Regions from separate parts of the Mus musculus genome. Here regions 1 and 2 are each linked to region 3. The links are chromatin contacts, called in public Hi-C and promoter capture Hi-C maps. All regions are on one chromosome and are shown on one strand. Each heading gives the region's core, a stretch centred on a gene start, on an enhancer-like site or on the middle of the called end of the contact. The rest is flanking DNA. Distances are from core to core; before and after follow the strand shown.

Region 1 (2,931 bases), core at 18-2,517, 86 kb before region 3:
ATCCCAACACTGGGGAAGCTGAGGCAGGAGGATTAACACAAAGCTGAGGCTAGCCTAGTATGAAGAAGAAACATGATCGGATAAAGAAACCATCTCTTCTCTTGTAGATGCAGAGTTAGATTCTATCCCGAAGAGGCCCTGATGGTCCATCCCTCTGTAGAGGTAGGAGGACAAAGAGTAGAACCACAGAGGATATGTGTGGGTATCTATCCTCCGTCTACTGATCCCTGTAGCTTGTAGGGGCCCTGAAGGATGCTCCGGTCTGTAGGAGATTTCCTGTTTGCTACCCTAGCATGCAGATGTTCAGGTAGCTTTTGAACAGAAGGAACCAGAGGCATTCTGTTGGCCTGGGCTCAGCTTGTGTGGTGAGGATGGGGTTGTCCCACACCCGGGTTGCAGTGGTATCTGTGTCTACCTTTACCATCATTGAGTATAGCACAGAAGGCGTGTTTCTGTGTCCCAAGCTGGTGTGCATACTGCCTGCTCTATTCAGCCATATGCCACCTGGCCCACAACAGGTGCACATGTACTGGTAGTGTGGCATGGAGTTGCTATTTGTAAAACTGGAGGATATGCAGGGTCTCTACTCATGTGTGTGTGGGTGGGTGGGGACTCATGGCATGTGGGTCCTCCATCTGCCCTTACTGTCCTTAGGATTGCTGCAACCATTATTTGGGGGTGTAGTCAAGGATTTCAAGGAGAGACTACTTACTGTTCCATTCTCTAGTGAGTGTCCTTATGACGCTGAAGGGCTTAATTCAGATTAGTGACATCAAACACAGAAGCAGTAGGCAAGCTTTCTTTGCTGACTGTAGAGCAGGGCTGTATGAAGCTAGCCAGCTTGTGTGTGTGTGTGTGGGGGGGGTATGGACGTGAGGACAAGACAGAAAGATGGCAGAGGACTCACCGCAAAGTAGGCCCTGTCCCCATCAGTCCAGAGCATGATGAGATCTGCGTTCTCCATCTCTCCTCGATCTGACATTCCAAACAGGACCCCAGCCCTCAGCCCTTGCACCTGGAGCTGGAAGTGGATGATCTCCTGGACATAGCTGACGTTCCATGAGAGCTCTAAAATCCCTTCGGGGTCCAGGGGGATGTGGTAGGGGAAGGGGCTCTCTGGAGGCTCCGAGCCCCGCAGTGCAGCCACCAGGATGACCAGGAAGATGGCCACAGCAGTGCCGTACATGGAAGCCGCCTCACGGACACTGGGGCTTGGGAGGCTGCTCCAACAAGGCTGGTGGCTGAGATGAGCTTGCATGGCAGGGATGAGCACCCCAACCCCACTCTGCCATTTATGCCTGTCCAGTGGGGTTGGGCCAGGCTGCACCTAATCACATTTGTCTGGTGGGGAATTGAATTGTCTTGGTGGCCCTCCCACCAGTCCATGCCCTGGGGCAAACACATCTCCCCTAATTGGCACTAATGACACATGGACATCTTCAGGAGAATCGAAGCAGAGTGGCTGATGTCCTCCAACAAATCTCTGACGCCTGTTGGAAACAGCTACTCTCTGCAGACATAGGTCCTAAGGACACCTCCAGCCACGCCCTGCGGAGGGCCTCATAGGCAGCCAGATACCAGGTCCTCTCCACCTGCTCCAACTGAGGTCTAAGGGGCTCTTTCCTGAGTGACAGTGAGTGGTGGGTTCCTGGCTCTTGTTTTTAACAATACTGGGGGGTGGATAAGTTTCAAACTAAAAATAAAAGGCAGTCCCCAAATAGTCCGTGTTTAGACACTCTCTCCAAGGCCGGCTGTTCCCACTTTTTCTCCTGTTTCCCCACGGGCTCCAGCTGGCGCCACGGCTGCTACAGAAGGAGTGGGTGCAGAGACAGCAGGGCAGGCAGAAAGGGGTGAATGGGCTCTCGTGGCTGTAGGGACAGTACTTAGGGGAAAGGAGGGTGGGGGACATACCTGTTCCCATCTCCCTGAAGCTCTCAAACCCAGGGCTTCCTCTTGCTTCTCAGGTCAGCTGTACCCAGCGCTGTCCCTCCCAAACCTGCCATAGGGCCCCTGCACAGGTTGGCCTTCCTATTGCTCAGCCCTGTCTGTCTCATGATGAGAACCAGTACTGTCCATACCTCCAACACCAGGAAATTCTACTTGGTCTGCTGCTTGTATCCAAAGCCATCCACCTCTGTACCTCACTGTGACTATAGGTCCCTCCAACCTAGTTGTGAGTCCTTCTCTCCTTCCTTCTCTCCCTCTTTTTCTTCCTGCTTCTTTCTCAGAAACACAGTAGCCCAGCCTGAGCCTCTGGCCAGCAAGGCCGATTCTTCACTGAGCTCTGTTCTACAGAGGAAACGGGACCTCAGTCCTGCACACAGGTGAGATCTCCAGATAGTCCCAACTCTGCTCTGGAAAGCAGATAGGCAGAATGACCAGGGCTAATGGGCACATTGTTCTGCACAAGCTAGGACAAGAGTCACAGGCTCTGAGTGGGGTGTGGCTTAGCTAGCCACATCCTGGTTTTCAATGAGCTCTTAGGGCCACCTGGGGCAGCGAGGGCCAGGTCGGTTCCTAAGAAGGGTAGGGCTGCTGAGCAGGAGTCTGACTGCAGCAAGTAGTGTCCCTTTCCTGGATCCAGCCTGAGAGCAACAGTTGCGCTCGATGCTCAGAGGAGAAGCATGGTTCTTAGTAAACAGCAGAGTGACACACACACACACACACACACACACACACACACACACACACACATTTATTTTTAACAGATTCAAAAAGCACTCCCGTTCTGCAGCTAGGAACAAGGCTGGAACGCTGGCAGAAGTGATTCAGCCAACTTCAGAAGTAACAATTACCCAGTCTTCGTAGTTACCAGGGGAGGGAAGCAGGCCTGCCTGCTTTGCTGGCTTTGAGAGACCAGCCTGTGGTTGTCCCCATCTGACACACAAGGAGATAGAACCACACAGAGGGGAAGATGGGTTCCCAGGGTCA
Region 2 (3,156 bases), core at 30-2,529, 120 kb before region 3:
CTAAATTACAATTGTCATTACTATTTTGTGTGTGTGAGGACACATGTGTCATGGCACGTCTGTGGGGGTCAGAGGACAACCTGGAGGAGTCAATGCTGTTCTTCCATTGTGTTGATCCTGGAGGTGGCACTCAGGAGCCTTTACCCAAAGAGTTACCACCTCCACCCTGCTTCGCTTAAAAAAAGAAAAAAAAAACAGATTTTGTTTTGTTTTGTTCTTCCGAGACAGGGTTTCTCTGTGTCCTGGAACTCACTCTGTAGACCAGGCTGTCCTGGAACTCACTCTGTAGACCAGGCTGGCCTGGAACTCAGAGATCCACTCACTTCTGCTTTCTGACTGTTCTGATTAAAGGCGTGCCCCACCACTGCTGGGTGTGAAAGATTTTTTTTTTTAATTTTAATTTTTTTTTTTGAGACAAATACTTTGCTTTGGTTTTTTTTTGAGACAGGATTTCTCTATGTAGCTCTGGCTGTTGTGGAACTCTATCTGTAGAACAGGCTAGCCTCAAATTACAGAGATCCACCCACTTCTACCTCCTGAGTGCGCCACCAGCAGCACCAGGCAGGACTGGTTTTTCTATGTACCATCCGTCCATTCAGTGATGGCCATCTTGGCTGGTTCCATTTCCTCAAGCAGCAATGAACACGGTGGTGCAAGTGCCTGGGCCAGCATCTGATGGCAGGTGAATCTATGCCAGGCATGGAGTTCTCTGTAATCCTGCTGCTCACAAACCCTGCCTGAAGCACATTGCTTAGATGGGCCACAAAGGCCTTCGAGGTAGCATGGAGGTGTCTGGCCCATAGTGGTGAGAAAAATGAGTTTGTTCTCAGTCTTGTTCCATCCTTGTGTGCCACTATGGGAGGAAATGAGATCTGCCCTGGGAAAAATGTAAGGCACCCAGGCACTCATGATCTATGGATCTAGAAGGTACACAAACTTCTCCAAATTCTCCCTGTGCCAGTAGGGAGAAGGGCCTACCACCTTCTCTCTGGATTTTCTTCTTGGCACCTGCCATGGGCCACGTGGCTTTGTAGCGGAGACCCAGAAGTTGGCTACCTTGCGTCCCACTGAGGTCAGGTGATCTCAAGCATCCATGGTCATCACCCACCTGTGTGCTCGGCTGGATGAGAAGTGTCTGAACAGGGAGGCTGGGTGCACTTTCAAATGACTTTCCCTGCTTCAAAATGACACTGGCTTTGAGCCCCAAGCTCCTTCAGGGCTGTCTAAAATTAGCACCCTGGTGACAAGGCCGTCTTTGTCAGGGGCCCACAGCTTGCACAGAGAGACAGGAAATGTCAACAGCACTGTTTCTGCATCAGTTTAAGGTTTATTTTTCACAAGGCCAGCCTGCTTCAAAGGCCTCAAGAACCCAGTTTCTCAGTGGCTGTGTGATTAGACTAGCAGGGTCATAAGGTGCTGGCTTAGTGGTCAGACAGCAGGGTAGCTCCTTTGCCCAGCCAGCACAGGGGCAGCAGCGCTGGCCTGGCCACCTCTATTTGTGCGGTGTTTTGAGCCCTCCCACATCCCTTTGATGAGCTGAGCAGTGATCCTGGGCTGGTGTGCACTCTTGGGGCACTCACTCACACATCTCACAACCTGCCTGAAGGCTGGGGAAGTGGGCATCAGCTGTTTGGTTGATTGGGCTTGGTACATGTACCTAAAAGTTTGGAAGATTGTATCTTCTGAGGAAGGGAGCCATTGTATTGGCTGTGTGGGTGTGGAAATGCCCTCCCTGACTCCAGCTCTTCCCACATGGGCCTCAATGCCCTTCCTGCATGGCTATGATTAAGTGGGATGTGTGTGAAGGTCTCAGCATGGGGGCAGCAGATAAATGGTGATATCATTCCTTTGTTTGTGAGCCCCAGTTTCTGGAACCCACATTATTCGTTCATGTGGCTTCTAGAATGATGTATTCAGGACCCTGAATTGGCCCAGGCAGGACATGAACTATCAACTTCCCACCTGCTTTCCATGGGTGGAAGAGGCTGGAGGCTTTTTAAAATGAGAGCCTGGGCTCATGATGGCAGAACCTGTGGCTGTGGCCATATTTGGAGATAAGGTCCTGGCAGATGGGACTGAATGAGGGAGTGCGCATAGTCACCATCTTGCTGCTGTGACAAAGCACCTGGCAAAAGTGTCTTGAGGAAATAAGGGCATGGTGGCAGTGGAAGGAGGGCTGCAGATACTGAGTGACACAGGTACCCCTGGACCATTGCTGGAGCCCTTGCTTTGGAAGAAACCAGGAAGTTGTTTCCTGAGCCCCTAGGCATGGCTTGACCACACCCTGATCTAAAGCTGTGAACCCCCAGAATAGACTTGGAGCTCATTGTTATCTGTTTAAGCCCACCCAGTTTCTGGTCACCAGCTTGACCACAGGGAACCTGCTGGTCACTCCTGAGGTGAGGTGGGGGGGGGGGTAGGGTGGAGACTGTCTCCCTTTCTCTGCATTCAATTCTTCTCTTTCATTTGAAGATTCCCAGCTCAGCTTCTGTGAACACTCCTCAGAAAGTCCCATTTCTCAGTGACTGCTGGCAAGTGGCAGCCTGTGCCTGGGCAAGGCAACCTGAGGCAGCTGTATCTAACCCATGCCCTCATCTTCCTAGGTCCGGGCCATCAGGCTGTCCTTTGTCGGGGAGCTGGGATGGGAGCTGCATGTACCCCGGGCATCCTGCTTGCCAGTGTACCGGGCTGTGATGGCTGCAGGTGCGAGGCATGGCCTAGTCAACGCAGGCTACCGTGCCATCGACTCCCTGAGCATCGAGAAAGGTGAGCCCAAGGTTGATATGGCCTTGGGAAGCCAGTCAAGGCACCAGAAAGCCGAGGACACTCCTGTCACTGGTGTTTAGATTTTCACCTCATAAGTCCCTCTATCTCCCAGCCTTGTGCAATTTCTCAACATCCCCCCCCCCCATCTATGCATGGGGTCCCAATACCTGCACTCACCTGGACTCTGAGAGGTGAGGCACTATCTGGGATCCTGAAGGAGCAGCCTCAGTGGGAAGGGCTCAAATTCAGCACCATAGATTCCTTGAGAGATCTTTTTGAGCTTTTGAAACATTTAGTGCTGGGGGTTGAATCCAGGACATCACAAGTGGGGGTTATAATAAAGACTCAGAGCTGAATGGCTTTATCAAGTGGCCACCTTGCATCCTTTAA
Region 3 (2,885 bases), core at 57-2,556:
ATCCCCGGGTGGGGTAGTCTCTGGATGGTAAGTCTCCATCCTTTCGTCTTAGCTCCAAACTTTGTCTCAGGGCCCTTCTCTCTTGAGAGAACAGAGATATGGAGGAGGGGCAGAAGGAGGTACAGCCTGCACCTGGCTCCTGATTCCCTTCCAACAAAACAGCCCCTCAAACCCAAACACCCACCAAGGGTTACGGTGAATCAAATCAAGAGAGCTTCCAGCCTTGCTGCTCCAACTCTCAGAATGGCTGCTGCGCACCTCAATTTAAACCCTGTCCTAGAAAGGAAGCTAATGTAGCTTGTCCCAGGTGGGTGTCATCTGCTGGTGAGTTAGACAATGGGCTTCAGAAAAAAGAGGCAGCTTGCCCAAAGCCACACAACAAGGTAGCCTACTGCCCCCTCCCCCACCACACACACACACACACACCACAGAGCAAACTTAGGGACTCAGTCGCACCCAGCAATTCCAGGGGAAGAAAGTCTGGAAATGGTCAGCACCCTCGAAGCCCTGATACCAACTGTCCTACTGTCCTACTGTCCTTCTGTCCTTCTCCCTCTCCCTTTTTTTCTCCCTCCCTCCCTCCTTCTCCTGCAGGTGTCCAGGAGCTTGGTCAGCATCACCCTTACGTCCACCCACCCCCGACACTGAAGGTCTCCATCTGAGTCCCTATTTTCACTCCAGCACAGAGTCCCCATCTCACACAGTCCCATTAGCCTCCATGGCTCCCCAGTCCCTGCTGCTGCCAAAGACAGGTGCCCAGTCAGCCTCACACTTGGTTTTCATTAAGGCTCCCAGACACTGCTGGATTCCAGCCAAGTCCAGCTCAAACAGGATCCATCTCTCCCTAGGGTCCAAAACCTTCAACAGGCCCACCACAGCATGGCTTTGCAGACCAGACAGCAACTGCTAGTACCAAGGTTGTTGCCTCAGGACCACCCTGCCACTGTGTGGCATAGGTTGTTCCCCCCTTTCTCTGTGGTTGAATACCCTCACCAGGGGCTGGGACATCCCCCGGCCCCCATTCTGAACAGCTTGGCTGGTCTGGGATAAGCTACATCTCACACCTCCCAAAGACCACAGTATGAGCAGGGACAAGTATGTAGTGGCCTACCTCACCCAGGGTCAGCAGGTTGTCCTCCTTTTAGAGAAAAGGGTGAGAGCTACTGCCAGGTGCACGGTGCAGGAAGGTGAGTGCAGAGATGTGCGGGCTCTGCCTGTCTCTGGTCCTGCTTCCCCAGCTGCCTCCCTCTCCCACTTCAAAGAGCATTCAAGGGAGGGGGTTCCCAGGAGGGGCTCTCAGCCCAGTGGCTGCTCTGTGGCCGCAGCTGCCTTTATAGCTGTCAGGCAGACGGGGAGGAACTCACACTTCCCACCGCTGCTCCCCCGCCCAGCCTGCTGGCGGCTGGCCGGGCGCACACTTTAACCCGCTCTGCTCCTCTGGAGTATGGCCAGGCTGTCCAGCTGCCTGCTGGCTGCTGCTGCCACAGTCCAGGATCAGTGAGTGAGCCTGAGACTGGCTTGCCTAGGTCCAGAGTGACTGACCCTAATGGATCAATTAGCCTGAGGTCATGTGGAGGGAGGTTGGCAGTGGTGGAGCGGAGCCCCCTTGACCCACCCATCTAACTTCAGCTTCCAGAGAAGGCTGGAAACCATGTGATGTCCAGGCTTTCGGCTCCTGTTCACAGGGAAGACACAGAGGTCCAGACATTGCACGGGTGCAGGCCACCCTCCGTCCTTGGAAAACAGACCTGAACAACGGAGGAACTGAGATACATCCAGAGATCAACCAACCAATGGCTCCAGGGAGAGGAAGAGGTGGCTACAGCCTATCGACCAGATGTCTAGGAAGATCGTCGGCACGGGGTATTCTGCAGATGTTTGGTACCAGCTTGGCTGGACCCCACAGCAGCTGGGCAGCTATTGGCAAGCAAGCAGGACTCAAGAGCTCTGTCCCTGCTGAGCTAGAGCTGAAGTCTTATGAATCCAAGAGGACTTTGGATGATGAGATGTCTGCTCTGACATTTCCTGCTCTCTGAAGCACCCCGTCCTGGAAAACAGGCACCTTCAAATGCTAAGTGATTCTGAAACAACATCCCACAAGCTGGCTGAGCCATTTCATCCATGCCTCTGTCCCTGTAGTGGGGACTGGAAGTCCTCTCCTTTTCTCTGTCCCTCCCTCTTGTCCCTCCCTCTGTGCTAGATGATAAGCTTCTTCAGCTGCCTCTTTGGGCTGCTAAGAGTGATACCCTGGGGGAAGTCTTGTGTCTGACCACCAGACCGCAGCCAAGAACAAAGCAACCAGCAAAAACCAATCAGCACCCAGCCTCTCTGTGAGGCTTGAGTCAGGTGACAAGCATCTTCATCATCTGTACTTTACCGAGGAGAAACTGAGGCTGGGAAGTGGAGTGGTCTGCTAAAGCCACCAGTCAAAGTTGTGACAGATACAGGTTGCGGCGCTGCTCTGCCACACACCCTCTCCTTCTGCCTGGTTCTTCAAAGATGCTGGCTGGCTCTCCCAGCTTAGACTGCGACAGGGGGCAGAGGGTCAGCTCTCACTCTGCCGGTGTTCAGTAGTGACTGACCTTAAGGTATTCAGCTTCTGTTCTCTGTCACCCTGACCTCCCATGACCCTTATCCAGGCTCACACTGCCCCCCTGGGGCCAATAAGAAGAAGCACAGACATTCTACAACCTGACACACAGCACACACACACACATGCATGTACATGTGCACAGGATCTCACTGGCAGACCCAGATCAGATCTCCCTTATTCTGGAAGCCTCTGCCACTTCTCCTCCACCCTGGCTGACTACCAGACCCTGTACACCCTGGAGCCGACCCAAGATCTCCTGGCACTTCTGGCTTCCACATGCTCCAGCGCCGGG

The links. Promoter capture Hi-C pulls out the DNA fragments that hold promoters and counts their contacts. A called contact is a pair of places that touch in the nucleus more often than the background predicts.
Region 1: a Hi-C map of the N1E-115 cell line shows a contact between it and region 3, with 5 times the contacts expected there. The contact joins the promoter of Dbh here to the promoter of Adamtsl2 in region 3. A contact is called at or near these places in 19 of 39 promoter capture datasets (the 3T3-L1 cell line, 3T3-L1-derived adipocytes, the C10 cell line and 13 more), 2 of 15 datasets of contacts at CTCF or cohesin (large pre-B cells and pro-B cells), 6 of 484 Hi-C or Micro-C datasets (the N1E-115 cell line, cerebral cortex, cortical neurons and 3 more), 3 of 115 datasets of contacts at active chromatin or transcription factors (double positive thymocytes, embryonic basal ganglia and embryonic stem cells) and 4 of 9 other capture datasets (adipose tissue, liver, macrophages and 1 more).
Region 2: a contact with region 3 is called in a promoter capture Hi-C map of neural stem cells. The contact joins the enhancer-like site here to the promoter of Adamtsl2 in region 3. A contact is called at or near these places in 11 of 39 promoter capture datasets (the C10 cell line, the SN4741 cell line, cranial neural crest and 5 more), 4 of 484 Hi-C or Micro-C datasets (the HL-1 cell line, bone marrow-derived macrophages, cardiomyocytes and 1 more), 10 of 115 datasets of contacts at active chromatin or transcription factors (CD8 T cells, T-cell acute lymphoblastic leukemia, VIP interneurons and 7 more) and 4 of 9 other capture datasets (adipose tissue, embryonic stem cells, liver and 1 more).

The regions. Positions count from the first base shown.
Region 1 is chr2:27,163,843-27,166,773 of GRCm38.p6, reverse strand. It overlaps Dbh (dopamine beta hydroxylase), which reads right to left and starts at 1,267. Exons shown (of 12, transcript NM_138942.3): 1 at 908-1,267. The coding sequence starts at 1,258.
Region 2 is chr2:27,197,139-27,200,294 of GRCm38.p6, reverse strand. Sardh (sarcosine dehydrogenase) reads left to right here. Exons shown (of 21, transcript NM_138665.2): 18 at 2,604-2,766. Among named protein-coding and RNA genes, the nearest start is that of Dbh, 33 kb to the right of the region's middle. Within about 2 kb of position 1,279, at least 52 of the 459 cell types and tissues checked have an H3K27ac peak or open chromatin away from gene starts, as enhancers often do. A contact at or near this core is called in CD8 T cells, double positive thymocytes, heart atrium and 1 more, where this site is marked.
Region 3 is chr2:27,077,800-27,080,684 of GRCm38.p6, reverse strand. Adamtsl2 (ADAMTS-like 2) reads right to left here and starts at 1,306. Exons shown (of 19, transcript NM_029981.2): 1 at 1,112-1,306.